Linked DNA regions of Mus musculus: regions 2 and 3 are each linked to region 1. Evidence: chromatin contacts called from public promoter capture Hi-C data. All regions are on one chromosome and are shown on one strand. The core of a region is the stretch at or near the end of the contact, and the rest is flanking DNA. Distances in the headings are between cores, read along the strand shown.

Region 1 (2,523 bases), core at 7-2,506:
TCAGGTGGCTTTTACTCAGTCTCAGGTGCTGCAGAATGAAGCCATGGCCATATTTAATGTCATATTGTTACTTTTTAAGGGGCCTATTTCCTAGCCTTAAATTATAGACTAATTTTCTGCTATAGAATCCAGTAGCTTATTTTCTGTCTCTGCCTTTTGTTTGACTTTTTCTTTCTTTTGTGGCAGTTTTGGGAGGTAGTATGCTCTATTTGTTATTTTACTCCCAATCATCCTGTTCTCATGAAGTTCCCCCTGCTTTCTGCCTGTTCACCTTTAAGTTCTCCATTCAGCACCTTTCCCGGTTATCTCCATCTTAAGAAGCTGCGTTGCAGAGGGTCATGACTAAAGTTGCTTGCTCAATGAGTATGGGATTATGTGAAGCAGCCAGTGGGTGAGAAAAATGTGATGAGGGAATTTGGACCCTGTGAAGAATGTTCGTTTGTACTTGTTTACAGCTGATTGTCACAAGCCTTTTTTCCAAGGTCAGTTTTAGGGAATTTAAACTTAGTTTTGGCTAATGGAGCCCAATAAAACCAAACAAAATCAAAAATTGCTGTTCCCGTTTTTTGTTTTGTTTTTTGTTTCTTCTCTTGGCGGGGTGAAGTTGGGGTGGGATGGGGTGTCGATTTTCAATCTCTGTTTTTCACACCTTTTGGGGAGGTGGGAGGCTGTTTCCTAAAGGGAACCTTAACCCCTGTGTCTCCTACGTCTCTGACCACCCTATTGTCTGGGCCATTGAACTGTTATCGAAGCTGGATCCACTGACTGTTTTAGAGTTTTAAAATTACATAAAGATACTTATAATTTTGGTAACTTGAGACTCAGAAGGACTACATTGGAAAGTGGGGGTTGCTTTTTAAGTAGGGGCGGGAGCTTGGCTATCGCCGGGAGGTCTGGGTAGGTTGACTGATGCAATATCCACGTTGCGGGGCGTGGTGACGCTCAGCTAGGGACCGGTGCGGAATTGTGGTGACAGAACTTGAATTTTGTCAGGATGTGCACGTGTAAGTGACAAAATGTGAAAGCTTAACAAAGTTGGGAGCCACGAAGCTACAGGTTGCCCCACTGACGCACGGCACCTTGTTCATTCTGCCTAATGGCTGGCCGCGCTTTGAAGAATTCCGCGTTTCTAGCTCCACCTTCAGATGGACCTCTTGCCCAATCAGTGGCTTCAGTTTCACTAGGCTGGGTGCTCATTGGCTTTCATATAAAAGGTCCAGGTTACTGACGTTTCCACCTCTTCCTGGCCTCTCAGGTAATTGGCGTTCCGGGTAACCAATCAGGAAGAGGATCTCCGGGAACGCCAGCCTTTTACTTTACCGAACGGCCAATCCGGTGGGTAGGTTCACCCCTCTTTCTACCCAGAGTCACTGCTGTGGCCGCCGCCATTTTAGCGTTTTGTCAGAACCGTCCGCGCTGCAAGGAGGAGGACCTGCAGGTATCCATGCGGTGAGATACTCCACGTTCTTCCACTGTGTTCTTTTCTCTGTTAAAAAAACTTACCTGACTCCGGTGGGTGTCAGGGTTGGCATAGTGGGGTTGCGGTCTGCGCACCCGTCCCTGAGAGCCGACATCGGTCCTCGACTTAGTGCGGTAAGCCTGAAACAACCTTCCTCCAAGTCCTCGTTCTCTACTCCCGGAATAGCTTTCTTTTGTCCACCTTACCCTCTGCTTTGCTCAATCTTCTTTGGGGTTTCCACCTAGATAAATCTTAGATTTAGGCTGGAGAATCTGTCATGCCCTGGGCATTGTTGGCTTCCTCACCAAACTGTAGCACCAGTCTTTGACCAGTTCTTCTGTAGGAGCCTGTAATGACATGCCCCACCCCCACCCCCACCCCAGAGGACTCCTCCTACTCGGGCATTTTCTATATTTCCCTGCTTTTTATCTGGTTGATCCCGGAACTCACTACTCCGAGTGAAATTCCCACTTTTCCGGAAATGGTTGCTAAGAGAGGAAGAGCTAATTTGAAGTAATTATAATTAGCAAGTCTAGTAGTTAGAATCTTGTTTTCAAATGTCAAAGTGAGTAGCTCTCAGTACCTGTAGCATTTTTTTTATTTATGCTGAAAACTTAGAGCGTTATTCCTTTGTCTGGGGCAGGGGAAGTGTAACTCAGTGGCGGAATACTTGCCTATAATGTACCGTGCTGTAGGTTGGAGCCACACCGCAAAATCCCCTTTGTCTACAAAAGTCTGCCTTGTTACATTTTTCCTCTTTATAGAACTTCTTGTGAGAAATAGAAGCAGGCTCTTGTTGAACTCCACATTTGTTACTGATTGGAGATGTAAGAGCATGCCTGTAGGAGAAAACTTTTGGGACTATGTGCTAAAGTGAAAGGAGATGATGGGAGCCATTTATTTATTTGATTTTTTTTTTCCCTTTTTTTAACAGTTGCTATGGACTTGAGGTCTTCTCCTAAAAATCTTGTTTCTCTACTTGCAGGCTGTGTGGAGATGGTGAAGCTGTTCATTGGAAATCTGCCCCGGGAGGCCACAGAGCAGGAGATCCGCTCACTCTTCGA
Region 2 (2,523 bases), core at 7-2,506, 2.6 Mb before region 1:
AGAGGCATTGGGCAAAAAGCAAAGAACAGCCTTTAGGTAAGAACTATCCAGGCCTAGGAAATTGCTTGATTTGGAGTATCTTTTTAGTACTGGGTACATTTCAAAGTAATAGAAATTTCCTCAGTTCTTTCTATTGTGGCTGCTGTATGTGGTGTCAGCTCAGACCTTTAATCCTTGTGCCAGGGGAATGGAGGGAGGAGGAAAAGGTTTGGGGCAAGCAGGGTTACACAGATTCCAGGTCAGACTGACATGAAAGTGAGTCCTTATCTCAACAAAATAAAAGCTGGTTATGCAGTGGATGGGGGGGGGGTGGGTATGCCCAGGGCGCGCGCGCACACACAAACACACACACACACACACACACACACACACACACACACACACACAATATACGGTAAGTGAACTGTTTCTCTTCTGTCCCCTAGCCTCCTACATCATCCACAATTACTGTTTCTGGGCTGATAATTACTGTTGGTAGCACTTAAAATCAGAATTTTGAGTGCCAGACATTTTTGCCGTTTCTCAGCTGAAATCTAGCGTGTCTGGTGTGTGTATGTGTGTGGGGAGGGGATGTTATGCAGAAGTGTAAGTGCCCATTGTGACAGTCTTCACTCAGGCACGAATGCCAGGCAGCAGCGCCATAGCAACCGGATCCCGGTCTTGGAGGCTCTCAGGGGATTTGCTGTGTCCTGGGAAAAGGCCACACTCTCTGGACTCACGTTTTTTGTTTTGTTTTGTTTTTAACGTAAATTATATCCATCGGAAGCGGTTTACACACGCCCACACGCCACTCTTGTCCTCTTCATCTTCTAGAATCTTTGTTTAGGAGGATCCAAAGTGATTTTTCTTTCCCTAAAGCGTATGTGCTAGTAGAAAGGAACGAGGCCCAAAGAAATTAGAAGAGATGTCTCCACACTTCTGAGCCTATGTATCCTTCACACATCCCCACCGGTCTTTTCTCGTCTGTGTTGCCTCCCAGGCAGGCAGCTAGTCAGGGGAAAGCCAAGAAGTAAGATGCCGAGCAGCCCTTTCCTCCAGCCATTGGTGGGGATGCCCTACCGGGTCTCCAAGGCTGCCGGCGCCGCTCCCAGGAAAACTCCAGGCTTCGCCGCCGAGCAAACCGGCCAGAGACAAACGCGCTGCACAGGGTTCTGGCCCAGACCTGTGGCTGGGGCGGGGCTAGGGGGCGTGTCCTCACGTGATTGGCCAGCCTGGTCTGGAGGCGGGACTGCCGGACGGACGCTGACAATGAGCCTCCATAAAAGGGAGCGGCGGGGTTGGGGGCCCCGGATCGAACCCTCCCCGCCCGGGGTCGTGACGCGTTGAAGCCCGTGGCTGGCGGGGCGGCCGGGCGAGCGGCGGGTGAGCTAGGCGAGCCGCGGGCCCGGGGTGGTCCGGGGCAGGAGGCGGCCGCCACAGGCGGTGCGCCGAGGTCTGTGCGAACGTCCTCGGCTATCCGGTCGCCCTTCTTCGCCTCGCCATGGCCCTGAAAGCCAAGGGCGCCGCGGCTCTGGATTGCTTCGAGGTGACGCTCAAGTGTGAGGAAGGGGATGATGACGACGAGGCCGTGGTGGTGGCCGTGATCCCGCGGCCCGAGCCGATGCTCCGAGGTGAGGGGGGGGACACCTCACTTCCGCTTGGTGGTCCGGGACTAGATCTCCAGGTCCCGGTCCCCGGTTCCCGGTCCCCAGGCGCTTCCCTGGGCCGGCATCTGCAGCCCCAGAGGGCCCTTCCCTGTCCGGTCCGCGGCTACGGCGCCCTCGCTCCTCCCCCACCGGGTTTGGAATCCCAGGCCTCTCGGAGCCCCCCTTCCTCCGCCGCCCCTCCCCCGCTCAGGGTCTAGAGACTTCCATCCACACCGAAGGAGCGGTTCAGGTCTTCCGGTTCCCTGCGCCCCCTCGGGCCCAGAGTAGAGGCCGGATTCCCAGTACAGTGGTTTGTGCCCGGCTGTTGTCTCCCGGTTCCGGTCTGTTTCTTAGGCCGAGGGGCGACCAGGCCTCTAGGCCCCAGGCTAGTCCCCCGTAGTGATAACGGAGGTGAAGGCTGGCGCGGCTGGCGACCTCCAGAGAGGGGAAATAACCCAGTAAGTAGAAGCCTCCACCCGTCCTCAATCCTCTAGGCCTTCTGTTTCAGGAGCCACAGGTGTCAAGTCTAAAACCCGGCATTTGAATGGAATTGCTAGTAGCACCCCGTTTGAGAAAAGCGGGACTTGCTTGGGGGTGGGTAACAAGCCATGTCATCTACATGGAGATTAGTCACCAAAGGAGGTGTTTGAGGGACAATCTGGGAATACATTGCTCTCCCTTCCCGTCCTCCTTCCCCAGCCTCTCTGGTCCAAAGGAGAAAACAAAGAGCTACCTTTGTGGAAGATAATTAGTCATGAAAAATGCAAATATTTCCTTAGGGTGGAATACCTGTTTCCCTTAAGCATGACAGTACCCAGAATAGATTGAGAACCAAATTGGTCATTGTGTTTCTTTAACTCATTTTTGGAGATGGGAGGGAAGGTTAGGAAATTGGGGG
Region 3 (2,523 bases), core at 17-2,516, 2.2 Mb before region 1:
GTGTCTACCCTTCTCCACTGTCCTGGGTAGTGTGGGAAGGCTAGCGAAGCACCAAGGCTTTGGCCTGCTACAGAACATTCAGGGACAGAAGTAACTGAAAGTAGCCGCCCTAATGAAGGGACTGACACTGAGGTCATGATCTTGGTGGTATCAAAGCAGGAGTAGGGTAAACTAAAGAATTCCTCAAGATGATGATCATCACATAATTACTTACCCATCCATGAGAGTCTCACATAGCCTGCATGACCTTAAACTTCCTGGCTTCATACATGTTTGGCAAATATTACTGATTTACTGCATCTTCAGCCCTGATGCTGCTTTTGAACTTTCTCTTTTAAGAAAATGTCTCCTGTATCCTAGGCTGACTCAGAATTCTTCATGTAGCTGGAATGTCCTTGAATTTCTGATCCCTCTATATCTACCTCTAGAGTGTTGACATTACAGTCATGGGACAGCACACCATTTTTTATCATGTTTAAATAACTTTCTCAGCAGTGATATTGGTGATCATGCTCTGGCTCAGTGAAGGTTAGGATTTGAGAGCTAAACATTCAGAACCCACTAAGCTTCATCAGATATGCAGTATGCTTCTCTTGGGGTCAACATCATGATTATCTTCCATTGGTATCTGAATAAATGGTCTTAGCAGGGCAAACGGCCTAAGACGGGTATGAAATCACTAGACTCCATAGCCTAACTCAGGTTTGGCTTCCTCTAAATTTCAGGATCTTTAGGTTAGAGAATGTGTCTCCTGGGCAGTGAATGATAGACCTGGCCCAGGAGACGTTTGTTCACCCACAGATGAGACTTGACACTGTAGACCACAAGATGAAAGGGGTCCGCATAGCTCAGGGCCATGTGGTATGGGTGTCATAGAGCGCACCACCAAAAGAACGAACTTAGTCAAGGTCACGCAGCCAGCCAAGAAATGAAAGAACTAAGATTCAAATCCGGGTTGTCGCTCCGAACCCCTAGCCTCTTCCCACAACAACTACCCAAAGGCGTGCCGGTCAGGAAGTCAGCACGGTGCCTGCTAGAACCCCTCCAGGCGCGTGCAGTCATACTTGCTTGACCATGTCACCTTGGCTGGAACTGCCTTCTGTCTCTCGGACACAACTTTTGCCAAACTAGACCCGGAATCTGAACCCCGGAAGTGACGTTGTCACGCAGTCACTCAGGAGGCAGGGCCAAATGAGAAGCCCCGCCCATAGATGCAGCAGCGGGTTTTGGACGGTCCAATGAGGGCGGGCAGCGTGTCCCGCCCTGTAGCGACGAAGACGCGCCTGCGCAGAAGTGACAGCACGAGCGGGATTGGCTCCGGGGGCGCGGCGAGGAGGTGAGCGGGGGGCCACAGCCCAGGCTGGGGGATCCGGGTGCAGGAGGGCAACCTGGGGCAGGCCGGCCTGAAGCGGGCCGGAGTCCGCGTGCCAGCCAGGGGCAGCAAACGAAGGAATTGGGGCTGGGGTCCGGCCTCTGGCAATGCCGCAGGGGGCGGGCTCTCACGCCGTACGGGGCGGAGCCCTGGGGCTCGGGGCGGGGCGCGGAACAGCGGTGGGAGGGACAACGGAGCCAGTGCGAGTTGAGGGCGGAACCCAGTGGCCCATAGCTGGAGTAGGAGGCGTGGGGGGCGGGGCTTGGGGTTTAGAGGAGGAGCTGGAGCAGGTGGAAAGTGGAGCCTTTGGCTCGGAGACAGAGGGCGTGAGATCCCAGTCGTTGGAGGTGGGACTTCAGTCAGTGAGTGGCGTGGCCCCTCTGCTGGAGACTAGGTCTAACATTGCGGAGGGTGGAGCTGCAGGTCAGGGGGCGGAGCTTCACGCCGTAAAGGGTGGGGCCAAGGAGCCTTGCGCAGAGCTAAGCTTGAGCTATGGCCGGGGGCGTCCACGCGGGGGCGGTCTCCGTGGTGGCCGCGCCTGGGGTCGCGGTAGACCGAGAACTCCCCCTGGAGAGGTGGTGTGGGTGGAGCGAGCTCGGCGCCCTGCTGACTCTGAGCCAGTTTGGGTTCCCCGGAGGCCCCCAAGAGCTCAGAGTTGGGGAGGTGCCCCTGGTGGAGGAGGCACGGGGCCGGACTGGGGGGTGCCCCCGGAGGACCGGGGCTCCTCAGAGCCACCTAGTGGAGATGTGTGGGTGCCTCGGGGCCGAACACCTGCAGCAGCCGCAGATGTGTGGGTGTGCTGGACAGGGGGCAGCTGGGTGTGGCGGGAGTGGGGTCGTCCAGTCGGGACAAATCCGGTGCAATCAGATAGGGTTTGGACTTTGCGTAAAGGGGCTAGCGGGAACTGAAGAACGGAGATGGGGACTGGGAGGGAGAGAAGGTCAGGTAGTGAGCAAAGGGAGGGGGCACTGGCTGCTGTGGCCTCCCCTGACCCCCTCCCCTCGCTGCTGGGGTCCTCGGTCAAGCCCCCTTCTCACTGGACTGGTAAGTGTGGCTACAGAGCCCAGGGGAGGGGGTGGTGACCCAGGACTGTGGGATTCCCCAGAAACAGGCAAGATATAATGGGGAGTTGGCGTCCTCCTGATACAGAC

The links. Promoter capture Hi-C pulls out the DNA fragments that hold promoters and counts their contacts.
Region 2: a promoter capture Hi-C map of pre-B cells shows a contact between it and region 1, with 4 times the contacts expected there. A contact is called at or near these places in 2 of 39 promoter capture datasets (liver and pre-B cells).
Region 3: a promoter capture Hi-C map of liver shows a contact between it and region 1, with 3 times the contacts expected there. A contact is called at or near these places in 3 of 39 promoter capture datasets (liver and pre-B cells) and 1 of 9 other capture datasets (liver).

Annotation. Positions count from the first base shown.
Region 1 is chr19:4,792,742-4,795,264 of GRCm38.p6, reverse strand. It overlaps Rbm4 (RNA binding motif protein 4), which reads left to right and starts at 1,256. Exons shown (of 4, transcript NM_001290122.1): 1 at 1,256-1,449; 2 at 2,445-2,523. The coding sequence starts at 2,456. Gm21992 (predicted gene 21992) reads left to right here. Exons shown (of 3, transcript NR_157185.1): 2 at 1,256-1,449.
Region 2 is chr19:7,381,759-7,384,281 of GRCm38.p6, reverse strand. It overlaps Spindoc (spindlin interactor and repressor of chromatin binding), which reads left to right and starts at 1,256. Exons shown (of 6, transcript NM_001033139.3): 1 at 1,256-1,610. The coding sequence starts at 1,481. 1700105P06Rik (RIKEN cDNA 1700105P06 gene) reads right to left here and starts at 1,279. Exons shown (of 1, transcript NR_045703.1): 1 at 721-1,279.
Region 3 is chr19:6,979,207-6,981,729 of GRCm38.p6, reverse strand. Fkbp2 (FK506 binding protein 2) reads left to right here and starts at 1,266. Exons shown (of 6, transcript NM_001166368.2): 1 at 1,266-1,336. It overlaps LOC114841036 (Uncharacterized protein LOC114841036), which reads left to right and starts at 1,290. Exons shown (of 6, transcript NM_001370419.1): 1 at 1,290-2,416. The coding sequence starts at 1,480. The coding sequence ends at 2,280.